3 separate regions of the Rattus norvegicus genome follow, and all the other regions are linked to region 2. The links are chromatin contacts, called in public Hi-C maps. All regions are on one chromosome and are shown on one strand. The core of a region is the stretch at or near the end of the contact, and the rest is flanking DNA. Distances in the headings are between cores, read along the strand shown. Region 1 overlaps Bach1 (BTB domain and CNC homolog 1). Region 2 overlaps Map3k7cl (MAP3K7 C-terminal like). Region 3 has its middle 58 kb from the start of Bach1.

Evidence for each region. A called contact is a pair of places that touch in the nucleus more often than the background predicts.
Region 1: a Hi-C map of liver shows a contact between it and region 2, with 4 times the contacts expected there. The contact joins two enhancer-like sites. A contact is called at or near these places in 2 of 12 Hi-C or Micro-C datasets (both in liver).
Region 3: a contact with region 2 is called in a Hi-C map of liver, with 6 times the contacts expected there. The contact joins two enhancer-like sites. A contact is called at or near these places in 10 of 12 Hi-C or Micro-C datasets (the A7r5 cell line, the Rat2 cell line, Schwann cells and 5 more).

The regions. Positions count from the first base shown.
Region 1 is chr11:40,457,036-40,459,735 of GRCr8, forward strand. Bach1 (BTB domain and CNC homolog 1) reads left to right here. Exons shown (of 5, transcript NM_001107113.1): 5 at 355-1,654. The coding sequence ends at 789. Among named protein-coding and RNA genes, the nearest start is that of Bach1, 33 kb to the left of the region's middle. Within about 2 kb of position 1,251, at least 16 of the 93 cell types and tissues checked have an H3K27ac peak or open chromatin away from gene starts, as enhancers often do. A contact at or near this core is called in liver, where this site is marked.
Region 2 is chr11:40,309,284-40,312,118 of GRCr8, forward strand. The region is part of intron 4 of Map3k7cl (MAP3K7 C-terminal like); the gene reads left to right. Among named protein-coding and RNA genes, the nearest start is that of Map3k7cl, 33 kb to the left of the region's middle. Within about 2 kb of position 1,573, at least 15 of the 93 cell types and tissues checked have an H3K27ac peak or open chromatin away from gene starts, as enhancers often do. A contact at or near this core is called in the A7r5 cell line, hepatocytes and liver, where this site is marked.
Region 3 is chr11:40,482,141-40,484,892 of GRCr8, forward strand. No RefSeq gene overlaps it. Among named protein-coding and RNA genes, the nearest start is that of Bach1, 58 kb to the left of the region's middle. Within about 2 kb of position 1,346, at least 16 of the 93 cell types and tissues checked have an H3K27ac peak or open chromatin away from gene starts, as enhancers often do. A contact at or near this core is called in the A7r5 cell line, hepatocytes and liver, where this site is marked.

The DNA of each region.
Region 1 (2,700 bases), core at 1-2,500, 150 kb after region 2:
GTTTCAAATCCTACCTTAATTCAAGTATTGTAAGCTTCAGTCGTGTCTGTTTTCCTGCAAACATAACCGCATTTTCTTTAATGGTGGAAAAGATTCCATTACGTACTGATGCAGGTCACCCCTTCCTCTGTAGTTGGGCGCCTGGGTCGGTCCCCGACTTACAGATCGTGAGTAGTGCTGCAGCAAACATTGCAAGTGTGCTTGTTGAGTTGACACGGGTGTGTGTTGGAGTTGATTGAAAGGCAGCATTCAGCATGATCTTACTGAAGAAGACATTGTAGACTGAGTGCTTGATTGCCTTAGAGATGTCGGTGGACACAATAAACACCATTGTGCTCTCTCCTCTCTGCACAGCAAAATGAAAAGGAGAGCTTGCTGAAGGAGCGAGATCACATTTTGTCAACGCTCGGGGAGACAAAGCAGAACCTTACCGGACTTTGTCAACAAGTGTGCAAGGAAGCCGCACTGAGTCCAGAGCAGATTCAGATCCTCGCCAAGTACTCAGCCTCAGACTGTCCGCTTTCTTTTTTAATTTCTGAGAAAGGAAAAAGTACTCCTGACGGCGAGCTTCCTTTTACTTCAGTTTTCAGTGTGTCTGACATGCCTCCAACTGCACCACCTCCCTGTGGGCGAGGGAGCACCGCGGCCCGCCAGGAGCTTGTGCAGGAGTCTCAGCCAACCACCACAGCCACCCCGGAGCAGGCCACGCTGTTGGAACCCTGTCGGCAGAGTGCTGGGATCTCAGACTTCTGTCAGCAGATGTCTGACAAGTGTACTACTGATGAGTAAGCCGCAGGAGTGTCCTTCAGCTCACGGATTCCCCTCTGACGCTCTGGCATTGTCTTGAGAGCCTAGTGTGGCTGTGTCTTAGCAGCCCTGCTTCCTCCTGGTAGCTTTCTATTGAGGGAATTTCTCTTTAAGGTGACCCTGAGTTCTCCTTGGTTTTCATAGGAGACATGACATGCTCTATCTCTTGAATGATGGGAAATTGTGTGTGACCAGGTAATAATTTCCTAGTGTTCAAAGTAACTACAGCAATAGAAGCCACAGTGTCCATCTCAACAGCTCAAAGCATCTGCATGCAGTCCTCCTGCTCAGAAAAAAGAGTCCCCCTAAGCCATACAGTGGGGATCTCCCCAGCAGTGCAGAGCTGTAATGTGGAAAAGAAATCACCTTTGAACTCCAACACTCTGCTCCTCAGCTCCTACCAAAGTCCAGCATGGGCTGGACCTGGTGACTCAGGCTGCCCTGGCCGGACCTAGTCAAAGGCCGCAGCTGGCCTGAGCTGGAGGCCTCTGCTGTCCTCAGTATTGACTAGGAGTTTTGGTTGCACAAACTAGAAAGTGTAACGTTCCCTGCTCTCGCTTCTGTTCCTCTCTTTAGTCTCCACCTTGTCTAGGCTGTTAGAAACTTTCTGTTCCCTGACTTTTCTCGTCCCCTGGAGGAAGAAGTTGGGATTTAGGCTGAAGCAGCCCTAGTGTGCATGATCTGGCCAGAACCGTCACTGCCTCTCCCTGGAGAGAGCTGCATGAGGATGTCGGTCATCTCATTGCAGGTCACTGATGACCACGAGGGCACTGGGGTCAAGGAGAGGGAAATGTCCACATTGACCGGAAGAGCGGCTTATTGGCATCCTGTGAAGACTGTGGTGTGTAAAAAAGCTGAGTTTGGAGGCAGACATGGCCCTGAGGCTCTGCTGGCATTTGAAACGTTAAAATTCCGTCTTGGTCCATTGTGGGTTTGCACTTGAGAACCAGATTTAATCCTTTTATTGTTTTTCCTATTCCCACACTTCGTACGGTGTAAAGGCACATACCCCAGTTTGACTTGGGCATTGAAAGATCAATCTTGTGTTTATTTAATGTTGGTAGAAATTGAATTGATAATAATCTGAACAGATAATAATCTGTTACCCCCCGTAACATTTTACAGTGATTCTTAGCCATTCTGGGACCTCACTCTGTAGACCTCAGCAGTGGAAACAAAGCCTTGTTTATACAGGTTCAATATCCCTCGTCAAGGAATGTGAGATGCCTTAAAACTGGAGATATTCTCAACACCGAGCTGTGGGACAACTAGTCCTGAACTCACGAGGGAGTTTGTAGTCAAAACAGATCATTGAACTGAGACTTTATATGCCTAGGGCACATAGGATCTCATTAGGACTTGGGGGAGGGTCTGTCCTCAATCAGGGGAGAGCCTGAATCCGCTTTGCATCAGACGTCTCTGACAGAGGAGTCCTGGTCGCTCCTGGGAGCGCTTGTAGAGTCCTTTGTCAGGGGAACAGTCCATAGGATGGCATCTCTCTGGGTCACATACCAGAGAGAGACACTTCACTGCATGCTGCATCTACTGAAGGGCGGAGGGATGGAGGAAGGGAGGGTCGGGCGGAGAGGGAGAGTGCACACTACCCTGAGTGGTATCCAGTCAGTGGCAAGCTGATTTTGCCATGAGAAGATACGGGGACCAGCAGCAATATTTCATGATTTCATAGTTAGCAGATATTGCCCTTTTCCCTTGGGGTGCAGCAAGGGAGGGAGGGTAGTATGTGTTTCATTTTGGAAGAGAAAATTAAATTGGAACTATTTTCTAGAAACTTCGAAAAGTCCACTCAGTTTGCCTGGGAGAGAGTGCTCACTGTGTGATAATGTATCCCATGTTACAAAAGAATTTGTGTGTGTGTGTGTATGTGTGCATATA
Region 2 (2,835 bases), core at 323-2,822:
AAAAGATGGCCTCAAGCAGCTAGCTGGTTCCAGAGAAACTTTAAACAACCTTCCAGGACCACAGATAAGTGAGATTCCTCACCTCCAACCCCGGCGCGCGCGCGCGCGCACACACACACACACACACACACACACACACACACACACACACACACACACACACACTGCCCTTTGAGGGACTCACAAGGTTACATGTGTTTCTGCAGAAGCCATCTTACCCCTTCACTAAATGTAACTGAATTCTCTAAACAATTGCTATCTGTAATGTAAGGTACAATTTTATTATTTTTTTCTATTTCATATATTGTCTCAAGCTCCCTTTTCTCCATTGCTAGTTCTTCTATCTGGGTTGAAGATTTTCTGCTTCAAATATTGTTTGGTGAACTATTATAATTGTTTTCCTCCCTGGTGTTTTTTTAAAGTTTATTTAAAATTAATAGCAGCTCCCGCCTCTTTCTCTCCTTCCTGACCCTTCTCTCTCTGGAGATAGAGTCTTATGGATTTCCCATCGGAGTCAAATGTGCTATGTCCCCAAGGATGACCTTAAACTCCTGATCATTCTGCTTCAACCTCCTACTGTGGAGATCAGAGACATGTGTTGTTATGAAGTGCTGTGAATCAAACCCAGACCCTCTGCATGCTAGGCAAGCACTCTCCCAACAGAGCTACACTCCCAGTCTCAACAGCCAGTTCTGGCCTGGATCTCACAACCTCGGAACCTCTGTAGAACTTCCTACCTTGGCTCCACCTCAACTGCATTGACCTACTCACTTTCTCAGAACCCTGTCTGTGCCTGTTCCACAGGCAACAGTTCCCCAAGGAAGACCCATCTCACGTCCTCACCCAGGGTGATTAGATCTTTCCTTTAGCAATGGAGGAGCCACTGGAATGGTCCTTTGAACTTTCAGGAGGCCAGTGCTATCAGTACTCATGTTTAAATATCTTCTTGCCTTTACAACTCTTTGCTGCTCTTATAGGCACACGCTTTCTTTAGCATCTCTTTGTATCCTTATCACTCACAATGGAGCTGATTATATTTCACACAGGGAGGTGAAATACAAATAAGGTTGATCTATGGTAGCCCGTTATAGGTTGCACTAATATCCTATGCACACACACATTCTGTTTGGATTGCCATGGTCTTGCATTTGAACATGGAGTTGATGTCAGTAGGGGTTACAAGACAAGCTGTCAATCACCACGTGTGGTTGGAGTCATCACAGTATGACATCCACCGCTAACCACTGTATTGGTTTTCATCACCCTGTAGTAAACCAGTAGTTCGTTTTGGAACGGATTTTTCTGAGTAGTCTTTGTTTTCAAGTGAGATAAATCAGGCCACGTGGATCTGACCCAAGCAATTAGCATTCCATTTAAAAAAAATGATTCTGATGAGAATTTCTCTCCCAACATTTTGTAAACTGTGTCTGACGTTGATGCCTTTGGCAACTGGCTTGCGCAAGTGGGACACACAGACTCGGAAGTGTCTTTAAAAGGAAGTTTTCTGTTTGGTAATTGCTCAAGCACAGCCTGATGTTTGAACTCGAGGCTGCACTTTTCTTGTCTCTCCAGAGGAGGTCTCCCTGGGTCAGGTTTGGAAGAACATACAGTCACAGAGGAGGATCCTGTAGACATGTCCCTGGTCATGGCTGTTGGGTGGATAAGATAGTCAAGTCCTCCCACCATGGGATAGAACCCATTTATTTACATTTATTTCTGGCTTATGACTAGTGATAGATAGAGTTAGTTTCTACGTTAGGCGAACCATCTCAGTCTGTTTGCCTCTGATCGTACTCCTTGTAATTGCATATATTATAGCACGTCATGTCTTTTTGATAATTCTAATAGGAATTCTCATACCCTATAGATAGCTCCTTTTGTACATCATATAGCTTTCGAGATCAAGCATCAGTTGCCAGTCAGGAATGATTTAAAATATACGATTAAATCACAACCAGCGGTAAAGGTTGCTGAGTCCCAGACATGATTATGTCTTGTCTGGTAGAGAAAACATTTCTCCAACCTTTACATGAACCATGCTGGGAAGACTGGCAGCATCAGAAAAGGAAGAAGTTATGAAAGATTAAAAGATACTTCTAACTGAAAATTTTCTGTTTGATGATTCAGGGCTCTGCAGTGTTTGTGGGGCTGAAGAACTGTCATCATGGGTGGAGACTATTTTCATCAGCCCGGAAGGAAATCTTGTGGTCTTGAGCTGGCCTTCTTCTTGTCCCTCTTTGCTAGGCATTTTAGCAAACATACCTATTTCTTATCTCTACCAGCTTGTTGCTGGACATTTTTTTTTAAATGGACGTAATCATGTAATATGTTTTCGATGTGATTCAGACTATTATAACACAGTGTTTCAGGGTCCACCCAGGCATTGCACCCCGAGACTTCCTTCTTTTAATTTGTGGGTCATATCCCATCGTGCACATCTTATTTACCTTTCATTGGATAATGTCCATTTGGGTCAGTCTCATTGTTTAGTATTTGAAGAATGTCACTGTAGACATTTGTGAGCAGCTCTAATTGTCGCATGTTTCTGTCAGTGCTTGCTCTGCCGGTCTGATGAATGCCACACTAGCGGACAGAGTGCTGTGTCATTGTGGTCTTGATTTATATTTCCCTGATGTCTGTGATATTGCACAACTTTGGCATGTGCTTCTGGGACATTTTTATGTTTTCTTGGAGAAATATTTATTTTGATATGTTGCCCAGTTTTAAGAGGTTTTCTTTTTATCATTGGGTAAAAGGATCAAATACCATTAGTGAGTTCTGGTGAAGCACAAGAATGTGGAAGCCACAAACACCCTAAGGCCCACATGTTTATGT
Region 3 (2,752 bases), core at 96-2,595, 170 kb after region 2:
TTGTCTTTGTGCCCAGACAAGCCACGGGTTCCACGGGATCTCCGGCCTTTGGTCTGGATGCAAAGAGTCTTCAACTTGCATGTGGAAGATCACAGGACTTCTCAGTTACCACAGTCCAATGAGCTATTTTCTCAGGTTCTTCGTGCTGATGACAGATAAAGCTTCCACCTCTTTCTCTAGAACGCCTCAAGAAATTAATAAACCTGTGTGGTCGTGAACAATTGAGAGTTGGGGTCATTCGTTATTGGGGTATAATTTGACATGTCTGAACTATATAGTGGGACTTCCCGAGATACAAAGAGGCAGAACTCAGAAGACTGCACCCTTTATTGAGTGACACCCAGCAGGGGATTTCTGCAGATCTGCGGATCCTTTGGGTGGGTAGGCTTCAACTTGCCCTTGGGGGTTGCATGCTGATGCCAAATGGTGTGTTCATACTCCCCTGAAATGCCACTTCTGCCATGTAAACGTTTGTTAACTCACTCAACAGCCCTATACTCACCTTTCACCTCTTAAGTTTTCAAACCATCACGTCCAGAGACTTTAATGACAGCTGTCCATGGGCATAGAAACACCAGTGGAGAGGGAGAGAGAGAGAGAGAGAGAGAGAGAGAGAGAGAGAGAGAGAGAGAGAGAGAGAGGAGAGAGAGACAGGAGAGAGAATGTGTGAATGTGTGTGTATCTGATGAACTCTGGCTTGATTTATACGTGGTTGTCAAAAACTATCTTCAAGAGTAGAATTGTACCCTTGGAAAATCCTGGAGACCCCTGTCTTAGCCACTTTCCTGTTTTTTACATTAGGAAGTTAATCTACATGTTATATTTTAAAAAGAAGATTTGACTATTTAAGATGCATTAAAAACAACCCTCCTAATTCCAGGAGGGCAGCAACACAGATCAATTAGAAAGGCCTCATTACTTTACAGCAGTCCAGACGCTGATAGGCACAAGGCAAGGACAGATAACTAAGCCATTGCTTTAGGGAGTGGGGAGGTCAGGCCAAAGAAGCTGTACTTGAAAAACAGCTCCGAGGTGTGCAAGGTCCTGGGTTTGGTCTTCAGCTCCAGGGGATGGGGGTGGGGGGAAAGCAGCCTCCATGAATACTCTGTCTGTCCCTGTTCCGCCTCTCAGTAAAGGCAAGTAGAGGAACCAGAGCAGTTACCCAGATAATTAAAGACAAACAAAATTGGTGTTCGTGACAGGTAATGCGGAGAACTTCCTCTACATTTACTTTGCCTCTTGGGTCAGCAAGAATCCGATCTGACTCACAGAAGCAACTTCAACAGGGCAAAGGCTCTCGGATGCTGTGTAATGCTTCATAGGAATTCCCCGACTCATCAATCTGGATGTCGAAACAGCTCTGTCAGATCTCACGGCCACGTTGTTCCCACTGGCTCATGGCAAACCCCAGCACTGCTACTGCGGTGAAATTGTTAAGCTGTTTGTGAAACTTCAGAAGACACTGGGTCTGGCAGCTCCTACTTGTGACGCTGTGCTGTGCTCTTACAGGGTGGGCGAAGGAGACCAGCGGTGGCTGAGGACAGGGCAGGACGATAGTGGGTGTCACCTCCCCGACTACCACTTTGCAGAGGAGAACAGGGAGATTCACTAATCACATGAGGCAATGCAAGAATCCTTAAACGTGGAGGGAAAGACATGACAGTGTGGTGAGCTGTGAAGTGTGCTGGCAGGAGGACAAACCTGAAGCTGTAAGGAAAGTTAGGCGAGATAAGACAGTCCCCAGGACAGTCCCACCCACCTCACCTCTAGTGGCAGATCAGGGAGATGGTTCAGCACTGGAGACAAAGCCCTTGTCACTCCTTAAGATCTAGATGGCAGTGGCTGGTCATCTTCCTGGCTTGAGAGGTCAAGTTGTTAAAAACTGACCTAGCGGGGGTGAAAGGAGAAGAGGTTGAGAAGAGAGAACAGCCAGAACGCAGCGAGCCTCCTCATCTTAGCATGTGTGAGAGAAGGCCCAGCTGAAGGCGGCAGGTTGCAGGAGGCCCAGCACAGGTAGGGAATCACAAGGTTGGGCAAAGACCTCATCGACCGAGAAAAACCCTGGAGTCGCTCTGAGCCTGTGTTCATCGGAGGCTCAGTCTCGGGAATTATCAATCTGCCTTTCACCTCTACGGAGCCTGACAGCCCACGTTCCAATGCTGAACTTGGCTCCTCTAGCGCCATCCACCTTACCCTCATCCCTTCAGCAGGTGATGGACACTCAGCAAGTCTTGGAAATGAAAAGATAGATCTCCTCCTGGTACCAATCTTAGTTACGTTGCTGGTTTTCATATCCTCAGTCAGGGTGGAAGAGGCCTCCCTTCCCCAGCAAACCATTAGTTACCCTTAGAGAGTAGGATCTGGGGAGTCTGCCCAGCCCACAGGCTGCACAGGAAGTCCGGGCAGCAGAGGGACCTGGTGTGTAAAACAGGGGAAAGAGTGAAGCCAGTTGTGGACGTCAACTGCTCCAGACTCAACACTAGCAAAGTGACCCTAGGAAACAAGACTCGAGTTTGTGGCCATTTCCAATGAAGTGGTTCACCACAGTGTGGAACTCCAGTTTCATGAGATCCAATTCCCTCCCTCTACTGACCTCTGTGGGACCTCTGTGAGCACTGGGCACACATGTACTACAGAGACATAGGTGAAGGTAAAACTCTCGGGCACAAAATTACATAAATCTAAAAGTAGTTAAAAAATAGCTAGATTACATAAAGAATTGCAAAAATTAAACAACAAAACCATCAATAAG